Linked DNA regions of Zea mays: region 2 is linked to region 1. Evidence: chromatin contacts called from public Hi-C data. All regions are on one chromosome and are shown on one strand. The core of a region is the stretch at or near the end of the contact, and the rest is flanking DNA. Distances in the headings are between cores, read along the strand shown. Region 1 holds the start of LOC100283735 (hexokinase-1). Region 2 holds the start of LOC100284598 (NADP-dependent malic enzyme).

What was found. A called contact is a pair of places that touch in the nucleus more often than the background predicts.
Region 2: a contact with region 1 is called in a Hi-C map of ear, with 2.4 times the contacts expected there. The contact joins the promoter of LOC100284598 here to the promoter of LOC100283735 in region 1. A contact is called at or near these places in 2 of 25 Hi-C or Micro-C datasets (ear and tassel).

The regions. Positions count from the first base shown.
Region 1 is chr6:140,879,814-140,884,636 of Zm-B73-REFERENCE-NAM-5.0, forward strand. LOC100283735 (hexokinase-1) reads left to right here and starts at 2,305. Exons shown (of 7, transcript NM_001369883.1): 1 at 2,305-2,757; 2 at 3,242-3,392; 3 at 3,468-3,638; 4 at 3,743-3,817; 5 at 3,917-4,180; 6 at 4,271-4,401; 7 at 4,510-4,823. The coding sequence starts at 2,576.
Region 2 is chr6:141,030,196-141,035,018 of Zm-B73-REFERENCE-NAM-5.0, forward strand. It overlaps LOC100284598 (NADP-dependent malic enzyme), which reads left to right and starts at 1,969. Exons shown (of 9, transcript NM_001157493.1): 1 at 1,969-2,157; 2 at 2,538-2,885; 3 at 2,993-3,164; 4 at 3,324-3,419; 5 at 3,574-3,645; 6 at 3,763-3,846; 7 at 4,006-4,104; 8 at 4,231-4,278; 9 at 4,417-4,823. The coding sequence starts at 2,069.

The DNA of each region.
Region 1 (4,823 bases), core at 1,055-3,554:
CGGATGATCAACTGCGACGTAGTTTGGGCGCCCGGAATGACCATTCGTTTCGGAAGCCTCGGCTTCGTCCACGACAACGAGGGAACAATGATTAGAGCCCCGAAAGCCCCATCCCCTCGATGAAAGACTTGACCAATGTCGCTATGGGCCCTGGAGGCCTCTAGCTCAACTCCCATTAGGGACACAACAGACGGGGTACACGACAGAGACTGTTTGTGCTGAATTTGTGGGAATGGTGGACCCCATCAGGGATTCATTCCGTGACCTCCTCCTGACAGGGTCAGAACACGAACATAGCTCTCCGTCCGGAGGAGCAGGTCGCGACCCGGCTTAGGAGTGCTTCATAGCCGGCACCCCGAAAAACTGCTCCCCGCTCACAGGAAGCCCTAAGGTAACCCCCTGCTAGCGTCACGATGCGTGTGGTGGTGGCTAGTCTACCGCGGCTCGACGTACCCTGCCAAAAGCCGCTGCTAGGATCGAGTCCTTCCCAAAGCAGTCATTGCCCCTCGACCAGTAGGCGAGGGACGCCACGACAACGGTTGGGACAACCCCGACAAGATGTTGGAAAAGTAGCTGAGGTGAGGCTCCTAGAATTGGTTGAGCTTAGTACAACCACGTCTAGGGCTGAATATCAAGCTAGCTCGACTCGACTCGTTTATGAGCTCGAGTTGGCTTATTTAGCTCGCGAGATACAACATAAAAAACAATATATATAATCAATTTATAGTTGATTTCAAACCAATTTAACAATAAAAAATTATAATTATACTCATAGTTTCACAAACCATATTACTCATCAATTTACAATTCAAAATTTACACACATGTTCATTATTTTAAGCCACAAAAATGTGATAGTTTGTTTAGCTCGTGAGAACTAGCGGCTCGTTAATAAAACTGAGTGAGCCCACGAGCTATAATTATTTAGTTTCGAGCACCCTACGAGCTATAATTATTTGGTTTCGTGCACCCTAACCGCGCCCCACGACTGGAGTTAGGCTGGTGCCAGTGCGGGCGGCAGCGCGGGCGAGAAGAGGCCGATGCCGCCCGCGCACGGGCGATAGGCGGGCGAGAGGCCGGCGCCGGGCGATGGCGCTGGCGCCCGGCGAGAGCGGGCGATATCGCCTCGCTCTCGCCCGCGCTGGAGCGCCCGTCCGGGCGAGAGGCGGGCGAGAGGGAGGCGAGGCACTGGCGGGGCGAGAGCGCGGGCGAGAGCGACGTGGCGCGATCTGATTGGTCCACGTGTCGCGATCTGATTGGTCCACGTGTGCTAGCTGTTGCAACTAGCCGTTTTTGACCGTTTGGAGTCCAAAAAATTCGAAAAAAATTGCAAAAAATCACAAATTTCATCCCCAATCCCTCTATATATACCCCTACCCGGGTGGAGCTCATTCCACACACCATTCCATCTCATTTTTCTCTTCCAAACTCCCCTTTCTTCACACAATGTCGGGTTGGTCCCCAGATTTTAATTATCATGTCATTTTATTTTAATTATTATGTACTTTGTAATTTTTAATTCAATAAAAAATATTATGTTGTGTGTTTTCTGAGCGTTGAAATAAATCCGCGTGAATTACTTAATTCTGAAATAGAAAAGCTGACGTGGCTATAGCCTGAGGCTGTAGCCTGCTGCAGCCTGTGCACTGGAGCAGCAGGGGCGAGAGTGGAGGCGAGAGCTGACGTGGCAGGGGCAAGAGGGAGGCGGTGCACTGGACTCAGCCTTAGCAGTGGCCAGTGAACACTGAGCAGAGCACACTGGCAATGATATGGCATCGATGTCGGCGCCTCGACGGCAATTGTAAAAAAAAAAATATTGATGCCGCGCCAACCCCTGGTCGTTGGTCAAAACCAAGCAACTGCTCACGCGCTTCGGCGCTTCCCGTGGGCAACGGCGGCGGAGGAGAATTCGAAGCAGCGCTCTTGGCAAGGCGATCCGCCGCCACCCATCTTTATCCAGCAAGTTTTAATAATTATTAGATTAGATATATAAAGGGTGTGTAATATTGAGATGCCAAAAAATTATTAATAAAATTAGCTAACTAACAAATAGCTATCTAACTATTAACTAATTTATTAAAAATATTTAATAGTGAACTATTAGCTAGAATGTTTAAATGTGTCAACTAATTTTAGTCCCTAACTATTATCCACTCATTATTAGATATCCAATAATAAAAATCAAATTTACCCGCATGCACGAGTCCGAGTCAGCCACAACTAGGACGGACTCCGGAGGGGACCGAGGCTTATAAATACAGCTCCCAGACAGACCCACCGATCCTCCCAAGGTCGCGTTCCATCGATTCTCCACGAGCGGATAGCGGCGTACAGATCTTTTCGTGCTCGTCTTCGCGTCGGTGTGGCTGGCCCGTGACTGTGAGAAGTCAAAATCTCACAGCATATTGATTGGGCTGATTCCGTGGGAGGGAATCGGGGATCTGGCATTCTCGCGCCCAAAAGGTCGCAGCTTTCTTTCGTGTCGCCAGCCGGTGCGCGGTCGACGCAGAGCGCGTGGAGGGTGTCCCGCTAGTAGCTCCTCGACGACGACGGTGACGGGAGGCCGGGGGTTGACCATGGTGGCGGCGGCGGACCTGGAGGCGGCGGAGCGGGTGGTGGCGGAGCTCCGCGAGGCGTGCGCGGCGCGGCTCGACGAGGTGGCGGCGGCGATGGAGGCGGAGATGCGCGCCGGACTGCGCGAGGAGGGCGGCAGCAAGATCAAGATGATCGTCTCCTTCGTCGACAACCTCCCCACGGGGTAATCTCTTCTAGCTGGTTTCATTTCATCATCCCCCCATATCGATAGAACGCGTGTCCGCCCGCGTGTTGGCGTGAACCTCGCGCGGCGGCACGTGGTGTCCAGCTGCCTGCCCTCCAGTCCTGGGAGCAGTTGGACTCGGAGTGCCAGCGCACAGTGCGCCCGTCCCTTTTGTTTCCGTTTGTTTTATTCCCCCACTTGATAATGGACAAAACATCCAACCTGAAATTTTGGCACGGTTTAGCCGCAAACAGGAAATTTATTTTTGGCAAATAAGCACGCGCAATTCATGATGTGCCATGCAGTGTTCTTTGCTGCTCAGCAGTTGAACAGCCACCAGTTGTGTGGTGCCAGCTGCCATCGAATACTAGCCTCGAGTGATCTGTTGCTCCGGCTGTCACAACTCACAACCGTGTGTGCTCTGCTGTCGTGAATCTCTCTGATCACACGTTTTTACTGTGCAAAAAAATTAAAAAAAAAACAGGAACGAAGAGGGCGTCTTCTACGCCTTGGACCTTGGCGGAACGAACTTCCGCGTGCTGCGCGTGCAGCTCGCCGGGAAAGACAGGCGTGTGGCCAAGCGAGACTCCAAGGAGGTGTCCATCCCTCCTCACCTCATGTCAGGCAACGCGTCGGTGAGTAGCGCGCATTTTCCATCTGTTGTGCTCATCCTCATATCCATGGTGTCGAGTGCTGAATCCTCCTTTCAGGAGCTGTTTGGCTTCATCGCCTCGGCGCTAGCCAAGTACGTCGCCGCGGCGGGCGAAGGGGACGGCAGGCAGAGAGAGCTCGGGTTCACCTTCTCTTTCCCCGTGCGCCAGACGTCGATCGCGTCAGGCACGCTCATCAAGTGGACCAAGGCGTTTTCGGTCGACGACGCTGTATGTAGAGTTGTAGTTGTAGACTATCCGTTGATCGTTCCATTTCGTGGCTGTGTGGACTCTAGACAGACGTATTTATAAATACCGTTTCTGAAACTATTCAGGTTGGTGAGGATGTCGTCGCCGAGCTGCAGACGGCCATGGAGAAGCAAGGCGTCGACATGCGTGTGGCGGCACTGGTTAGTCTATTGATCCGGCTGTAATAAGAATTCTCATACAAACAGCTAGCACGTACGGGTCGTTGACAATTTACCTTGTCATTCATATATATGCCTCAGATCAACGATACGGTCGGGACGCTGGCTGCGGGCCGGTACAACGATGAGGACGTCGTCGTCGGTGTGATACTAGGCACTGGCTCCAACGCCGCGTACGTCGAAGAGGCCAGTGCCATACCCAAGCTCAAGCTGGAGGGCGGCGAATTGCCCAAGTCAGGGAACATGGTGATAAACACAGAATGGGGTAACTTCTACTCGCCCTGCCTCCCCATCACGGAGTATGACCAGGCCTTGGATGAGGAGAGCTTAAACCCAGGGGAGCAGGTAGGGACGATGATTCTCTCTTGTTCATGCATGTTAATAATACTATAAAACCTTCGAGCTTACACGGTTTATATTAACCGCTGTTTTCAGATCTTCGAGAAGCTGGTTTCGGGCATGTATCTCGGCGAGATTGTGAGGCGGGTGCTGCTTAAAATCGCGTCGCAGTCTTCCATCTTGGGCGATGTCAGCCACACGAACCTCAAAACTCGCTTCAGTCTTAGGTATTTTTATGTCTCTCTTTTATTTCGAGAGTTGCCTGTTCCATATGGAAAAAAAAAACGAGAGTTAATGCTGATCAAACAGACGTTGCTGCTGCGTTTGGCATTCAGGACTCCGGACATCTCCGCGATGCACCATGACGGCACGCCTGACCTGAGAGTCGTGGCGGAGAAGCTGGCCGACAACCTCAGGGTCAGGGACACGTCCTTGGACACGAGGAAGATGGTGGTCGAGATCTGCGACATCGTCACCGGGAGGTCTGCCCGGCTGGCCGCGGCGGGGATCGTCGGGATTCTCAGGAAGATCGGTCGAGCGGCGCCAGGCGACGAGCGCCGGTCGGTCGTCGCCATCGACGGCGGCCTGTTCGAGCACTACGCCGAGTTCAGGAAGCGCCTGGAGGCCACGCTGGTGGAGCTGCTCGGGG
Region 2 (4,823 bases), core at 719-3,218, 150 kb after region 1:
CATGTGTATAAACTCATCGCACCGTTTCATGTCGTTGCCTCCACCTCCGTCTCAAGGTTGCTAGATAGTAGTATACGTCCAAGTCCAAATACAATTGGATATGCTCACGCAAATGTCAAAACTTAGACCATGTTTAGATAGACTAAAAAAGATTGTAGCTGCTACAAAAATCTCAGATAGACTAAAAAAACATGGTACAGAAATCTCTTAGATAGACTAAAAAAAGATGGTAGCTGCTATAAAAATCTCTAGACGGTGCAAACAGCTTGGTTTATAGCCCGTTCGAAACTATTCAACTACCCAGATGGTCAAAAAAAGCTATTAGCCGCTCTCTTAGGCTATTGTAGCTTATGGAAAGTTTAGCTGATCTAAATGAAGTTTTACTCAAAGAACCTCTAAACGCTTATCTTTACAAGTCGTGTCTAAAGAAGTCTATTATATTAAAAAAATAGATTGATGATATTTTTTCCCGAACAGATCCCGTGGAGAAAAATCTGCATGAAAATATATATCCGAAAAGTTATGTTTAAAAACCGTACTAAAAGTTTAAAGTAAAAACATTGCTTCAAGGGATCAAGTAGTATATAATTTAAGTAGTCTCTACTCACTACCGGAATCAGCAGCTTTATCGAGTGTCTAAAACACTCGACAAAGCTTGAAAAACACTCGGCGAAGGCTTTCCTGGGTGTAACAATCAGTAAAGAAAGTTCGGTGAACTGTACATCGATAACAACTTATTTGTCGAGTACTTTTTATCGGACACTCGACAAAGACTTTGCCGAGTGTCAACCTATAATCGGTAAATAAAAGTCCCCGTCACGGCGACGGAGCCTGTGCCGAGTGCCCACAGAGTGGCACTTGGCAAAGGCTCACTCTTTGCCGAGTGTCCACTCTACTACATTAAGAATCAGTTTCCACGATTGTATGATCCTCGTGCTCCATACGTTTAAATGTAAAATTTTTAAAATTATGTACAAATGAGGATTTAAACTATAGTTGTTGGCTTTTAAATCTAGATTCACGTAGAACACATATATTTTTATATTTTATACTTCCTATTTATAAATGAAAACCGCAACAATATACTCTCACTAGCAGGCAGATAGTAAAACCCAGAGTTACGATGGGAAATAAAATTTAGGAAAATAAGTACGGAGCACGTTGGACGGTGCGCGATAGCGAGCAATGGTACGTGGGCGCCCGTGCGCCAATCCGCCAACCAGAAAGAAGGCGCTACTGTGGTTTGGATCTGGCACGCAGTTTTCCTGTGGATTTATGGCGGTAATACTAATACATACAGCGTCCGCGGCACACCTAGTCATCAAAACAGTCGGCACTCCGGCAGTGGTCCGGTGCGCGCGCTCGCCCCTGCCTGCTGCGTGCGCAAGCAAGATGGCCAATGGCAGCGGCAGCCACTGCTAGTAAGTTACAGTACGTGCAATATTTCGGTGCAAGGCGGCGGCGTTCGCGTACCATACCAGGCGCGGAAGCCAGGCCCGCTGCTGGAACACCAAACTCATCAGCAGGCAGGATCCCGGCTCACCAGCCGACCGGCACCGAGGCCGACGACTGCTCCACCACCACCAAGTCACCAACCCATTGGGCATTGGGCCTTGGTCTGCCTTCCTCGCCGCGTCGGCGGGCAGCTTCCCTTCCCCACCGGCCACCACCAGCAGGCAGCAGCAGCAGCAGCTGCAGGACACACACCACCTTTCCACAAGTTCCCTTTGGCTTTCCTCCCTCGCCGCGGCGTTTACCATCCGCTCGCGTCCCCGACCTTTCCTCGCTTCCACACGCGGCGGGCCCCAGCCGTGGCAAACCTGGGCTGGGAGGGGGAGCGACTAGGACTACTACTTTTCAGGGCCCCTGCCCCTGCCCGTGGAGACTACTCAGCGTCTGGAGCGCTATAAATCCGCGTCACCGTCCGTTGCTTCTTCTTCCACATCCGTCTTCCTCCTGTAACCAGATCTGAACCCGCGGCGACAGAAACAAACGCTCGCTCGCTCGTTCGTTGTCCGTTCATTGTCTTCGCCGGCGCCGAGGGACCCTGAGAGGGCAGGCGGGCGAGATGGCGGGCGGCGGCGTTGAGGACGTGTACGGCGAGGACCGCGCTACCGAGGAGCAGCTGATCACGCCGTGGGCCTTCTCCGTCGCAAGGTCCCATCGATTCGGATCCATTCCCATGCTCACGATCTCGTCTTCTTCCACCTCTCTCTCTCTCTCGGCTCTCGCCCTCGCGCGCCGCCTGCCTACGCTAACCAAACATTCCTCTCCACGTTATGCGAAAGCTGCCTTTTCTTTTGCCGTCTTCGTCCAAACATCTTCGATTCGTCGCCATTCGCCACAGTTTTGCACATTTTTTTTCATCAATTATTATTATTCTTATGGTATACAGTAGTATTGTACAGTAGACCGACACCAGTCAGCGATTTCTTCCAGCGTATAATATATTATGCGCGCGTAAAAGCGTATCTGACGAAGTTTGCATGTCATGATCTGACGATCGGTTTCTTTTTCCCTCCTCCTCCTCCATCCAGCGGCTACACCCTGCTGCGCGACCCGCGGCACAACAAGGGCCTGGCCTTCTCGGAGGCGGAGCGCGACGCGCACTACCTCCGGGGCCTGCTGCCGCCGGCGCTGGCGTCGCAGGAGCTGCAGGAGAAGAAGCTCATGCAGAACCTGCGCCGGTACGAGCAGCCGCTGCACCGCTACATCGCCATGATGGACCTGCAGGAGCGCAACGAGAGGCTCTTCTACAAGCTCCTCATCGACAACGTCGAGGAGCTGCTCCCCGTCGTCTACACGCCCACCGTCGGCGAGGCATGCCAGAAGTACGGCAGCATCTACCGCCGCCCGCAGGGGCTGTACATCAGCCTCAGGGACAAGTAATTCACTCTCTCTGTTCTACTCTATCTCTCCTTCTCCGTCTCTTTCTTCTGTGTTCTTCCTCCATTGCTCTGTACTTATTCATGCGCGCTGCCTTTTCAACCAGGGGCAAGATCCTCGAGGTGCTCAAGAACTGGCCCGAGAGGAGCATCCAGGTCATCGTCGTCACCGACGGCGAGCGCATCCTCGGCCTCGGTGATCTCGGTTGCCAGGGGATGGGAATTCCCGTTGGCAAGCTCTCCCTCTACACTGCCCTCGGAGGTGTTCGCCCGTCAGCTGTAAGTGCTGCTCACAATGCTCATTCTTCAGTATTACTACTCTGTCGGAATAAACTTGTAGCACTAGTCGTAGTAGGAAAGATTTGGAATCGATTTTTTTTCTTCAGTATTACTACTACTTCAGTATTATTGGTCGTAATAATGTTTACGCTGCTGCAGTGCCTGCCCATCACAATTGATGTCGGCACCAACAACGAGGCCTTGCTCAAGGACGAGTTCTACATCGGCCTCCGCCAGAGGCGTGCCACCGGCGAGGTCAGCAACTCATCTGCAATCCCCTCCATTGATTTAGTTCTACCCCTACATGGCTGTTCTGTTCACCCACTTGCAGCTGGTGATTTTGTTGAACCTGTAACCAGTCTCTTGTCTGGATTATTGAGACGTGGCTTGTGTTTTTGATGGTTCACAGGAGTACCATGAACTTCTTGAAGAGTTCATGACCGCCGTCAAGCAAAACTACGGCGAGAAGGTCCTCACCCAGGTCAGTCTCAGTGGACCAGCCACAGATACTACCAGCTGTTGGTTTTCGCCTTTTTGGCCGAACTTTCTCTCATCCTGGATCTGAAATGGATGTTCTTTTTGACCTCTGACCGTGCAGTTCGAAGACTTCGCCAACCACAACGCCTTTGACCTGCTCGAGAAGTACAGGGAGAGCCATCTCGTCTTCAACGACGATATCCAGGTAGGCTAGGCTTTCCTTGTGACAGCGCATCACAGGCAAACAGTAGCACCATGGATGCCAAGTTCAGAACAGGGGCCTGCCTGTTTTGTGCTCGTTCCGTCGTCCGTTTCTTTCCACCGTGCTGAACGAAAACGATGCGGATGTGTGTGATTGCTGCAGGGAACAGCATCCGTGGTCCTCGCTGGCCTCCTGGCGGCGCTCAAGGTGGTCGGCGGGACACTGGCGGACCACACTTACCTGTTCCTCGGCGCCGGCGAGGTCGGTCGATTTGACTTGCTAGTATACTGCATCAGTGTTACCCTATCTTTTCTTTGCCGATCAAAGCTTCGGATCACTCGCGGCCTCATTCTTTTCTCTGATTACGTTGTGTTTGTTCATCTGCAGGCCGGGACTGGCATTGCCGAGCTCATTGCTCTCGAGATGTCCAAACATGTAAGCAACTAATTTGCCACTCTGTCCAATGATCGATCTATGGTTTCTTACTCTTCTTGATGGGAAAAAAAAAGAATTACCGTTCCCGATGTGTTGATTGTTCCAAATACAAATTAACATAACAATAAATATAAGCAGACTGGGTCTCCGATCGAAGAGTGCCGCCCGAAGATCTGGCTGATGGACTCCAAGGGCCTGATCGTGGCGTCACGGAAGGACTCGCTGCAGGCGTTCAAGAAGCCATGGGCGCACGAGCACGAGCCCGTGGCGACCCTGCTGGAGGCCGTGCAGTCCCTGAAGCCGACGGTGCTGATCGGCACCTCGGGCAAGGGCGGCACCTTCACCAAGGAGGTGGTGGAGGCGATGGCGTCCCAGAACGAGAAGCCGGTCATCTTCGCGCTGTCGAACCCGACCTCGCACTCGGAGTGCACGGCGGAGCAGGCCTACACCTGGACCAAGGGCCGCGCGGTGTTCGCGAGCGGCAGCCCCTTCGACAGCGTGGAGCTGGACGGCAAGGTGCTGGTGCCGGGGCAGTCCAACAACGC